2 separate regions of the Sus scrofa genome follow, and region 2 is linked to region 1. The links are chromatin contacts, called in public promoter capture Hi-C maps. All regions are on one chromosome and are shown on one strand. Each heading gives the region's core, a stretch centred on a gene start, on an enhancer-like site or on the middle of the called end of the contact. The rest is flanking DNA. Distances are from core to core; before and after follow the strand shown. Region 1 holds the start of DKC1 (dyskerin pseudouridine synthase 1). Region 2 holds the start of MTCP1 (protein p13 MTCP-1).

Region 1 (5,888 bases), core at 562-3,061:
TTCACTCGCAGGTCACGACAGAGAACCGCATGCTTTCGAATGACACACGCCGGCCAAGCCGAATCTCGACTGCATGGACTCACACGAGCAAATCCCAGCCTCTTGCCTCGCTCACATATACTGGTTTATCCGAACGCTTCGTCGAGGGATCTTTTACTAACTTTACTCCCGATGTCAGAGCTGCTGCCCGTTACATTGTTTGTGAAAACTGTAATTCGACTCCTTGCTCGACTACGCCATTTACACCCAACCCAAGAGTCCACAAAGTCCAGGGAACACCAGGCGTAGTGTGCAGCTAGACACACTTCAGGGGTCAGGTCCTGTAGCCATCAGCCCGCCTACCTCTGAGAGAAGATACGATTTGCCAACAGCCTCAGAGGTTAAATGACTGGCCTAGGGTCACACACTGCCTGATGCGAGAGGTCTGGTGTCAGAGCACACACACTTTCAAGCACGGCCTGCTGCACAAACTGGTTCAAGTCTGTACCGGGAAGCTAAGTACGAAACTGAGAATGGTTAGAAGTGAGGCACCGACCTGACAGCATACGCACCTTTAGCAACAGGGGCCACTGAGATGTGTCCAACTGAGCCACTTTGGATTCAGGTTTGATGAGAAACTCTTCAGCATGCTGTATTTCCTGCCACAGGACAGAAACACAGCCTGTTAGACTTCCCACTTGATTCTGAACAATTCCATTCCTACCACACAAGTCTGTGCCTTTAAAATAAAAACCAAAGTAGCCTGTGCCTTCTCACCAGGACCTCCAAGGGAAAGCGGCTCAACAGCTCAGAAGGGTGAGTAAAGTGCCACCAAGATATGTGGCACAGGGTATGTGGGTGGGATAAGAAAGAGAATTTCAGGCAGAGCAGTTGGTGTGGCCAACACCCTTTAGCAAAGGCTACCTCTTTAGACAAAACGCTTAGGTTGGCTGGGGTTGTGCAGTTTCTACCCAACCACCACCCAATTCCAGCCCATTCTGCAGAAACCTTTAAAGAATTATCTTCTGTAACTGCTGTCTCAGTAACCTTTCTTTTTAGTAAAAGCGAAGTAAAAGAAATTCCTACTCACAGCCACATCTTCTTCTGGTAATGATTTCCGCTCCTTTTTCTTCTTATGCTTCTTCGGTAAAATAAGTACTTCTACAAAACACGCCAGGATTGGAGTTTTCCCAGAAAATAAAGACGACCAAGTTTAAGTCAGAGAAGGCCACCAGGGCAGGTAGGAAATGCACCGCAGGTGAGACGACGTGGGGGACCACATGCGCGGGCTGAACGCTCGGGTGACGACAGCACTGCACGTGTCGCCTCCCGGCCCGGCTCACCACGTGGCTGCGGCGGGGCTTAAACACGCCAGGGTGCGCGGCCCGCGGGCCCCTAACTTTCCTAAGTGACCGCGGATAATCCCCGAAGGCTAGTGGCTCCCACAACTTCCTTTCGACTTAGGGCTACGCGCTCGCCCGAGCCCCTCCGGCCTCTTGTCGGTCCGCGGCGTCCGACCTGGTGGCAGCGGACGCCTTTTGACGGCGACCCAGAGCCCTAAGGGGCCCTGGATCGCCGGCGGGAGACCCGGGCCGTGTGGCGTCAGGCACCGAGGGGCCCCTCGCTCTCCCGCCCTCACCCGTGGAGCCAAGGCCAAGAGACAAGGTCGACAGGAGGCCCGGCGGCTAGAGCTAGCAGAGCTCGGGCCTCGACGTTGTTCCCCGCACCACCGGCTCTCCCAGCGACGGACCTGGCCCCGGCCGGGGGGATTCAACCCGATCGCCCGGGGAAGAACGACACTTACCTTCCGCGTCCGCCATGTTGCCCGGCAGAGCGTGTGAGCCGCGTGGGCCACCCCCGAGGAAGCGACTACAGACTCCCGCCGCCGTCAGGCCGCGCCGCCAGGGCCCGCCCACCTGTGCGCCGCCCCGTGCGTGTCGTGCAGCGGGGCGGGGTGGGCGGGCTCGGGCTGGCGGGGCGGAGCCCGAAGCGCGCGCGAGACGGCCGCACGATCTCATTGGCGGAAACCCCGAGCCGCGGCTCTTGCGCGCGTGCGCCTTGGGCCTCCCCCACCCCCGTCCCGCCCTCGGCGGCTGGGTCTGGGAGCGCCTGCGCCGCCAGGCCCCGAGGCTGGGATCCTGTGGGCGTGGCCCCGGCGGCCAGTGGGCGTGGCCCCGGCGGCCAGTGGGCGTGGCCCCGGTGGCCGCCCGCTCGGCTCCGGGGCCTGGACCTCGGCGGAGCACCTAGGCTCCCCGCTGAGCGCTCTTTGCGTCCTCTCGCAGGCCCTTTAAGGTTGGTGCCGAATCAGCCTGGGTTAAGAAACGAAGACGTTGAGGCACTGAGAGCTGGAAAGTCACCCCGTCCAGCTAGAGCGGCACTAGCCAATAGAAGTGGAGTGCGAGCCACTTGTGGACTTTTAAATTTTCCAGCCGCCACTTGGAACAAAAGGAAAAGGAAAAAGGTTAAATTGGTTTTAATAGCAAACTTTTTTGAACTCAGTGATCCAAAATATTATCTTGTGCTTTTAGAAGGACCAAACTTGACTTCTGCAGTATTCGTTTAAGAAAGGCTAATCATGAGGAAACATCATGAATAATGCAACATTAGGCAAACCCAAACTGAGGGAGGCCTGCATTCTTAAAAAATATGTAGAGCATGAAAGACAAAGGTTCTAGATCTGTTCCAGATTAAAGAATAATAAAGAGGCATTGACAAATAAAAAATATATATATTATCATGTCTGTAAACCAGCTATAATGGAAAAATAAAAATCATTAAAGTAAAACTTAAAAAAAGGAAAAAAAATTATCGTGTCAACTTATGAGCAACAGACAACATTATGAATGGAATATTTTATAGGGCTTCTTTTCTGTACCAAGTCTTTCCCGCGTGTGTTTTACGCGTCTGGCAAGCCTCAGTTTGGACTCCACGACTGGGCTCCATGCGAAGTGCTCTAGAGGCACAGCTTGCTTGCGGCTGTGGAATCAGACAGCCAAGGAAGACGTGCCCCCAGGTTCAAGTGCTCTTCCCATATCACTGCTGCTCTTCTCACTGCTGTGTCTCTTAACTGGGAGTCCTTAACGGAGCCTGCGCAGACGCGACTGATCCCTAATTCTTTATTGTGATCGTAAATGGAATATGTACCATCTTTTCTAATTCCTCGCTGCTGATAAAACAGGACAGCTATTGCTTTTCTTCCGTTTCCTCCTCTGCCATCCAAGGATTAGATTTTTTTCCATTTTATTTCACTCTGACTTAAAAATATAAAAATATATATGATTGGTTTTTCTCACTTTTATTCAATCTACAATTTATTTTGGTATATACCAAGACAAGAATACTAATGCTCTAACTAGACTCTTTTTTCCCTGTGGCTGCACCTGCCGCATGTGGAAGTTCCAGGGCTGGGGCTCGAACCTGCACCACAGGAGAGACAACTCCAGATCCTTAACCTGCTGCACCACAGCAGGAACTCCCTAACTTGACTTTTTATAGCTATCCAAAGTCCTCAATATCCGCCAATCCGTGCAACCAATTCCTTACTCCCCCCATTATTTTATAATGCTTAACTGATACAGACTTGGCAAAATTTGAGGTACTCATGCCTGGTTCTCCAACACTTCTCATCTGATCTACCAGCAAAGCCTGTCACTCCTGCTTTCAAGTGATCCAGAATCTGAGGGTTTTTCAGCACCGCAGTGCTGTCACTGTAAGCCATACCACCACGATGGCTCTCCTAGATTTTTCCACTGGTCTCCTGCAGTTCCCTGCTGCTCCTGCTTTTCCTCCTATACTGTCTCCTCAACACAAGCAAGTGGAAAGAACCATTAAACCGTAAGTCCCGTCATGTCCTTCTTCTGCTCAAAGCCCTTCCGTGGCTTTGCATCTGGAGTAGGGTGAAGGGCGGCCCCCACAAGATGTAGCCTAACCCCTCGGACCTGTGAATATGAAAGAGGGGTCTTTGCAGAAGTAATGAAGGCAAGGGTCTAGAGATGAGGTCATCCCGGGTTACTCAGGTGGGTCTCAAATCCAATGGCAAGTGTCCTTAGAAGAGGAGAAGGCCAGGCAAAGACGGGGGCAGAGACCGCAGTGGTTTGGGGCTGTCAGCCTCTAGATCTGTGAGAGAACGAATGCCTGTTGTTTAAAGCCATCCGGTTGGCAGGACTCTGTCATGGCAGCCCAAGCAAACTAATAAACTGTCTCGATTAAGAGGAGAAGCTGAAGTTCCCATTGTGGCTCAGCGGGTTACGAACCCAACATAGCGTCTGTGAGGATGCGGGTTTGATCCCTGGCCTTACTCAGTGGGTGAAGGAGCCGGTGTTGCCGCAAACCAGGGTGTAAGTTGGCAGCTGCAGCTCCAATGGGACCCCTGGCCTGGAAACTTCCACGTGCTGCGGGGGCGGCCCTAAAAAGCACAAAAAAAAGCAAAGAGGCAAAGCCAGATTGATTATGACAGCTGTCAGTTTCTGCTACCAGTGCTCCCTCTGAGTCCACTTCCTTGCACGCACACCCTTGCTCACTCACACCCATCTTGGCTGCTTAGGACCATTCCGCAGGCACACTGCCTCCTCTTGGGGCATTCGCATCTGCCTTAAATGCACCTCACCGAGGGTCTCTACACTAGCGTGTTAGCCTTACGAAGCCAGGACATTCTTGTCTACTTTGTCCGCTGCTGCATACCCAGCTCCTGGGAGAGGCTCAGTATTTGTCGCGAATCTTCTGAACCCGGAAACCCTTCGGGCCCCTCCCTCACCAGCAGAAGCAGCTCCTCCCTCCAGTCTGATGAGCCTGCCCCTGCCTTTCTTGGAGATCTTGTGAGGAAATCACTGGGTCAGCTACCAATTCTCCTGCGACCCACGCCTCCCGTCCCTCGTTGTTTCCAAGCCCAAGACTGGGCGAGGGGGGCGGCGGAATGAGTTGCCACGTGCACCCCACTGGCTCGCCCCTTAACCGCATCCCCTGAGAGGACATTCCTGTCGCCGAAACACTGAGACTACTCTGGTGGACATTCTGGAAAACTACTCTGGGAAAGGAGGTGGGAGGGGGTGCCAGGGACTCGGTGGGACTCTGATGGGATCCTAGGGCAGCAGAAGCTAAATCTCACAGAAACAGGACGGCTATCACGTAGGCAGCTGGAGCCCGAAGGGCTTCTCCCCAAGGAGCCTTGCTGGTGGCTGACTGATCCCAGTGTCCTGTTAGGAGGCCACCTGTAGGAGGTCATGGCCTGCAAAACCCCGACAATGAGAACTCTGGGGCCGGTGAATGGCGGCCTGCCGTGAATCACCCCAGTGGAAAATCATGGCCCCTCATCTAATTCCCAGACCCAGTCAATGCACAGACTCAGCCCTCCAGTGGGGGCGATGCCGGGTACACATGACACCACAAGTGTGTGCTCTCAGCCTGCCTCCTGCTTTCCCCTGGGACCACAGGATGCCACAGTGGGCGCCTGGTCAGACTCAGCAGGCGGCTCTCTCACTGTGGACCCCTGATTGCAAAACTGGAATAAACACAGCGGACAGCTGGAGAAGGCTCCACAGGGGCTTCCTGACTAAAGGACTGAGGACAACTATGGAAAGAATGGCCAAAAGGAAGCTCCGGCACCGTCCCTTCAATTATCTGGCACCTCACGATCATAAGAAGTCCTCTGGGACTGGCTTGATCATCTCGTGGTCCCCCAGCACCAGACCTGATGCCTAGGAAGTAGCAAATAGTTCACCGCGGAGCGGAGGATAAGCCCCAGGAACATCCAGGGACCCAAAACCTTCATCAAGTTTCTGGGCATCTCGGATGGAGGCAGACTGAGCTGGGTCCTCCAGAGAGCGGTTTCACTATGCCTCAGACCCACTATCACTGAGAAAGACGCACAGGGCTTGGGCCTCTTTCCGAGGTGGCATATACCTTGTTAGGGC
Region 2 (6,403 bases), core at 190-2,689, 160 kb before region 1:
CTGGATAAGGCGCAGGGCTTCCACGTTAGGTGAGTCGGAAATGAGAGAGCCCTGTAAGAGCAGAGCTGACGGTGGGCTCAGAGTCCGATCTGCTCAGGGTACAATGGGCGCAGCAGCTGTGATGCTCGGAAATTATTCACTACGCTCCAACTATTTCTTAAGCCTAGAAAAGAAAGACTTGCCTTTTAGGGACAGTAAACGAACGGTGTTAAGGAAAACAACAAGTCAGACTCCCCGATCGTTGTTCTCGAAAAGAGGGCTTGGTTTCGCTCGGTTGTTCTCTCTGGCATCCTACTGTGTTCTGGCATCTCCTTTGCGCTTGACAGTCTCGCTTTGAGGGTTTAACAAGCTCCCAAGCTGTGGCGCAATTCCGCTCCTACCTAATGGGCGCCTAATGGGCGTAGGAGGCCTTTGTTTTGTGGAGCAGATCCCCGTGGAGCTGTGCTCTGCCGAGTGGGGAATCCAAGGACTGCTGTGCCCGAAAGACCTGCTCCTGTAAAACCCAGGTCGAGTCGTTGTGAGATCAGGGCTGGGCGGGGGAGTCCTTAGGGGTTAGAGCTGAGTCTGCCTTAGGGAAAGAGTTTGCCCAGAAGGTGTGCAGCCCTTATCCCCATGGAGGGCACAGGGGCTTCTTGGCTGGCCTTGTGACGTGGGAAGCCAGAGCGTAAGCCCACGCCTCTGTGGACACAGGGGCTCCTGCCACTTCTGGAAGCGTATTATTAAAATGCAGCGAGGAGGCTCTCCTGTGCTCTCGCTTGGCTCTGACTCATCGTGATCCCCAGAGTCTCTTGCAGCTGAAGAATAATTCCATGATGCTACCGAAAGCGCTTTCCCTAAAATGAAAGCCCCCTTCTGGAAATGCCTGCCCCCCCCAAGGAACCTTTCTGAGTAAACTGATGACTAGGTGCTTTGCCCTTAAAACACCTCTCACTTCACCTTAGACAAGCCACGCGCAGCGGGAGGCCCTGACTTGACCTTCACAGTCTTGCCTTTGCAAATGCCAAGCGCTTGGAAGGAAGGGGCTTCTCCCTGGCGAATAGGGCCTGCATGTGTTGTCTGGGGTACTGCCTTCCCGCCCGAATAAGCGTGCCCTTGTGCCCACTCCCGTGCAAATTCCGTTGCTAACTCCAGGTTGCCCGGTGCTGCCCGGCTTCTGGTAGTGCTAGGCCTGCGTTTCCACAGAACTCCTCGCCGAGCGGAGTTCTTGAGTGCTTCGCGGTCAACAGCATCACCTGAGGTTCTGCCCGAGGGTCCCTTCAGTGTCTGGCAGGGAGCCTCAGGTGCCCTCGGTTCTGTTTAGGCTGTGCAAGTAGACATTTGCGAGGTTTGGTTCTAGGTGGCGGTTGCTAGGACCAGGTCACCTTGCTCACTGGTGAGTTCGTTCAAACCCAAACAGTCACACCTGTGTCCTGTGCGCGGGTGCTGCAGGCTTAGGTGGAGAAAAGCAGGGCTAGAATTGGAATCCAAAGCCCAGCATGGCAGGAGAGGATGTGGGGGCTCCACCCGATCACCTCTGGGTTCACCAAGAGGGTATCTACCGCGACGAATACCAGCGCACGTGGGTGGCCGTCGTGGAAGAGGTAACTGCTTACGTTTTGCTTACTTCTTTATGGATTTTGCTTTCAAGCAACTTGGTGTCTAACCAGTCTCCATATCCTGAAGTCTTTGGTTTTATTTTTGATCACTTCTTTCATTAGGAGACGAGTTTCCTAAGGGCCCGAGTTCAGCAAGTTCAGGTTCCTTTAGGTGACGCCGCCAGGCCAAGTCACCTTCTTACCTCCCAGCTACCTCTCATGTGGCAACTCTACCCTGAGGAGCGCTACATGGATAACAACTCTCGCTTGTGGCAGATCCAGCATCACTTAATGGTACACATGTTGCTTAATAATTGTTCATTGTGCTGGGACTCGTAGGACAGAGTACTCTAAACTTGTCTTTTCCTGACAGGTCAGGGGAGTACAGGAGCTGTTGCTTAAGCTTTTGCCTGATGATTAATCTGGTAGGTATTTCTAGTTCTCCCCGGCCCCACCCCCTTCATCTTCTTCACTCTGTTCAGCCGGTGATTTTGATGATGTTTTTTTCCAGGTGCTGGGATCTGGGAAGATAAGCCCCTCTGCTCTGTTCAGTACATGGCAGTCACGTCATCCGTCCCTGCAGTGCACCCCCCCGTGGGCCTGGGGGGAGGGAGGGGGTTGAAAAACTGTTCAAGAACACGGAAGTTTAGGAAGGGCCATGAAGAACACCGAAAGCGGAACTGCAGAAAAAGGGTTATGCAGGCAGAAAGCAAGTCGACAAAAGCACTTAGTTAGGACACGTAACTTGAAATTGACTCCTTTGGAAATTGCCATAGAACCTTTAATGGACATCATCAGCTGGAACTGGGATCTGATGAATCCCCCAAAAGTCAGCACCTGCTACAGAACAGATGCCCTGATCACCAAGGACTTGGTACTGATTTAGAGAGAAGAGAGCAGCATCAACATCTATTTGTCGCTTATTGCCCTGCAGCAATCCACCTGCCTTTCCTTCTCCCATCCTGTAAATATCCCAGATTTTGCTCCAGTGTTTCCCATCCCAGTACTGACCTAACTTGGACCCACCAAGAACTTAGGGGGCTCTGAGGAAAAAAAAAAAAAAAAAAAAGCAGATCATTTGCATTAATGAAATTAGCTACAAAGGCTCCTGGGCCTTTTTCCTTTCTGAAATTGTGTCTTCAAATTATTAGAAGTTGCTGATCAGAATCGTGGGCACTTAAATTATTCCCTGGTTACAAATATTTTAAATAAGTTGCTTTCTGTTAGAACTCCAAAAAGCGTTTTAGCTGCTTAACTAGCACCTCTCTCAGGAAGTAATAATAGCACTAGGTATTGCTGATTCACTACCTGCTAAAGAATTTCCTGAGTTAAAATAGTCATAGCGGTTTACATACAGAAAAAGCAAGGTTTTGCTGGAGTTCTCTTGTGGCGCAGCGGGTTAGTTACAGATCTGGCATTGTCACTGCAGCGGCTTGGGTCTCTGCTGTGGCTCAGGTTCATTCCCTGGCCCAAGAGGTTCCGCATGCCTCTGGTGCCGTCAAAACAAAACAAACCAAAAAAAAAAAAAAAAAAAAGTAAGGTTTTACTTTTTAAAAAAATCTTGGGAATAATACCTATCACGTATTGAGGCCTTCCTGCCTGCCAGGCACGGTTCCATGCGCTTTCTATTCGTTATCACTTTACTCCTTCCCTAAATGCTTTCAGGTAGGTATGATCCCCGTTTTACACACAACTAATAAGGAAAAAGGCTCAAGGAGTTAAATCACTTATCACGGGCGGTTCTGTGAAAGACAGAGCCCAGCAGTGAGGCGGTCTCCTCGGGCTGCAGCGCCGGCCCCTCTAGCCCAACGCTAGTTTACGATAGTCAAGATGAGTTGAATTCAAAGGATTTTTTTTTCCCCATGTAAAGCTATTTATATCTTCTAAGTCAACTGGAATATTATAAAAATACAGTTGTTTCATCCTTGAAACGGGAAGAGTATTTCTTAGTGCACTCGTTTTGCAGCGATTGTAAGAGCATCCTGCTTGTCTCAAGAAAATTCCATCTAGAAAGGCTTTAACGTCTATCTGTATAAAATTCAAAATAAAAATCATCTTTCTTATTTTAGTTTTCTGGATATGCCGCAGAAGGATCCGTGCCAGAAACAAGCCTGTGAAATACAGAAATGTTTACAAGGTAGTATGTTAAATGTTTTTTATATTTTTCCACTTCTCTGTGAACTAACTACAAGAGATCAATTGTTCTTTTTATCAGCAGACTATATTAACGCCTCTCGGAATATACTATTTCTGTAATTAACTTAGACTAAAGATTTTCCTCACCGATAGTCAAAGACACAGAAAATAAAAAGCGATGCGATCTAAGCTGGGGGTTTGCAATCCTGGTTGTACTTTTAGAATCACCTGGAGAGTTTTAAACACTTGCCTAGAACAATTAAATCAGACTCTCTGGGGGAGGAATCCGTCTAAAAAGCTAACCAAGTGATTTTAATGGCAGCCAGAGTGGAAATTAGGCTGACTTAAGCTGAGCAAAGTCCTTTTTTAAAAAGACTAGTTTTAAAGGGGTTGGTAATACTTGACTGTGGCCGACAACTCACTTTTTAAAAGCAATCAGGTTAGAAGGGGCAGGGGGTGAAAATGCAATTGGAATTCAGGCTGCCGCAGTCAGCAACTAAACCTCAAAGGCAAAAGTGAATTTGAGCTCATGCGTATTCTTGATGTGATTTGTCCATTTTGTTTTAAGCCAGTTAATAAGTTTGATCAAATGCTAGAGGATTTTACTTTCTTAAGTCAGCAAATGACGATTAGCAGAATAAAGAGAAAAAAAGCTACAGGGCTATCTGAATTTGAAAATTGACTTTTTTGGTAATTTTTCCCATTATTAAAGTAATAGAGATGGATGCCCATGAAAATATAGAACTGCAGGAGGGAAAAATGTTCAGAGTTCACCCAAAGACTCACCACCAAAGAAAACTGCTGTCTGTGTATTTCCTTTGACTTTTAACTTTCATTCTTGGACTTTTCATTTTATGATGTGAGCAGTATTTCATAAACGCTTTTAATCTAAAATGTTCATGTATAATAGTAATCCTACCTATACTAATAAATGAATAATAATCCATTCATGTCTTCCCTTCCTCCAAATTTAAGAAAAATGCAAAATGTCTTTCGCCCTTTCTTCTCCCAAATAAATCCTTACCTGATTCTTTCTTACCTGATTTGCATGAGCAGCATTTGGCTAAAGGAGAATCGAGCTGAGCTGGCTCCCCCCTTGCTTCTGTGCAGATGGGGGAGGACTCAGGACAGCAGCACAGAAGTTCTGTGCCTTGTCCGGGTCACAGAACCAGGAAGGGTCTCAGAGATGATGTGAACCCCTTTGGTCTGGGGCCAGACCTGGACTCAGCCACCCCCCACCCCCACCCTTCCTATTCTGGGCTACCTCCCACACACCCGATTTTAGTCCTGCGGGGGTTGGGGAGGGGCCAGGTCAACTGCAGCGGACCTAGAACCTTTAGCCCTCTTTGACTTGGAGTCTCTGCTTAGGAGGGATCTGCAAATGTTTGTGTGTGTGGGGGGGGGTTCTTTCATTTTTCTTTTCTTTTTAGGGTCGCACCCATGGCATATGGAAGTTCCCAGGCTAGGGGTCAAATGGGAGCTGCAGCTGCCAGCCTACACCACAGCCACGGCAACTCTGGATCCGAGCTGCTTCTGCAACCTACGCTGCAGCTTGCGGCAACCTTAACCCACAAGGCCAGGAATCGAACCTGCATCTTCACAGACACTATGTCGGGTTTTTAACCCACTGAGCCACAATGGGAACGCCCGCAAATGTTTCATGTAAAGGACCAAACAGGAAATGTTTTAGACTTTGGATGTCAGGAGGTCTTTGGTGTGTGTGTGGTCACCAACTTTTGCAAAAACAATTCTTAGCTCAGCTCTAAAAAGGGTTGGATTCCACCCTGCCGCTGCAGGCTGCCAACCCCTGATGCACAGACATGGTAGGGAAGGTCAGCCACCTGAAACTGAGTGCAAAGCGATGGGCGTAGTTTCTCCATTTCCCTAATTAGCAAAGGTGTCAGTAACCAGAAAAGAGAGAAAGGAGGTCCAAGACCACTGCCCTAGAGAAGGCACGTAGGTAATCAGCCTTAAAGAAAAGGAAAGTATATGCGAGAATACCTTCTGGAGTTCCCTGGTGGCTCAGCCAGCGTGGTCACTGCAGCAGCTCGGGTCGATGCTGAGGCCCAGGTTCAATCCCTGGCCCCAGAACTTCCACAGGCCACGGGTGCGGCCAAAAAAATTTCTTTACCCCCTTTTGCCGACTTTGTAAATCACCTTTTCTTCCTTGTGCACGTGTTTTCGGGTCACTAAATCAGAAAGAATGCGGTGCACTTGGGTACCTGCTGTGTTTCTCGAGTCTGTAGATACGCGGTCAGGGCCAAGGGAGTGGGACGCTCCCACCTAAGCCCCCTGTGCCCTCCCGCAGCCTATGAGGTCGTGACTGAGGTCTACCGGTCTGTCTTTCAGCCAATAACTACATGGAATCTAAGTGTCAGGCTGTCATCCAAGAACTGCGTAAGTGTTGTGCCCGGTACCCCACGGGGAGATCTCGCGTCTGTTCGGGATTTGAGAAAGAAGAGGAAGACCAACTGCCGCCGAAGCCCGCCTCACAGTAAAGTTCTGCTGACCAGTTGGATGCTGCTCCTCATTCCCACCACGCGGGGTTTATTTCTCCTCCTGACTCTGTCTTCAGGCCAGGTAGCAGCAAATAGCCAGTGAAAATGTCAACTGTAAAGGTTAATATGCCATCTATGCAGAACAAATACGAATACATTGAACAAATTTGTACAATGTAATAAACAGCTGCTAAA

Evidence for each region. Promoter capture Hi-C pulls out the DNA fragments that hold promoters and counts their contacts.
Region 2: a promoter capture Hi-C map of liver shows a contact between it and region 1, with 2.3 times the contacts expected there. The contact joins the promoter of MTCP1 here to the promoter of DKC1 in region 1. A contact is called at or near these places in 1 of 5 promoter capture datasets (liver) and 1 of 2 datasets of contacts at active chromatin or transcription factors (alveolar macrophages).

Annotation. Positions count from the first base shown.
Region 1 is chrX:125,214,851-125,220,738 of Sscrofa11.1, reverse strand. It overlaps DKC1 (dyskerin pseudouridine synthase 1), which reads right to left and starts at 1,811. Exons shown (of 15, transcript NM_001142668.1): 1 at 1,784-1,811; 2 at 1,070-1,140; 3 at 552-638. The coding sequence starts at 1,799.
Region 2 is chrX:125,372,946-125,379,348 of Sscrofa11.1, reverse strand. MTCP1 (protein p13 MTCP-1) reads left to right here and starts at 1,439. Exons shown (of 6, transcript XM_021079964.1): 1 at 1,439-1,580; 2 at 1,698-1,868; 3 at 1,948-1,999; 4 at 2,086-2,538; 5 at 3,644-3,711; 6 at 6,060-6,403. The coding sequence starts at 1,476. The coding sequence ends at 1,995. CMC4 (cx9C motif-containing protein 4) reads left to right here. Exons shown (of 3, transcript XM_021079968.1): 2 at 3,644-3,711; 3 at 6,060-6,403. The coding sequence starts at 3,654. The coding sequence ends at 6,208.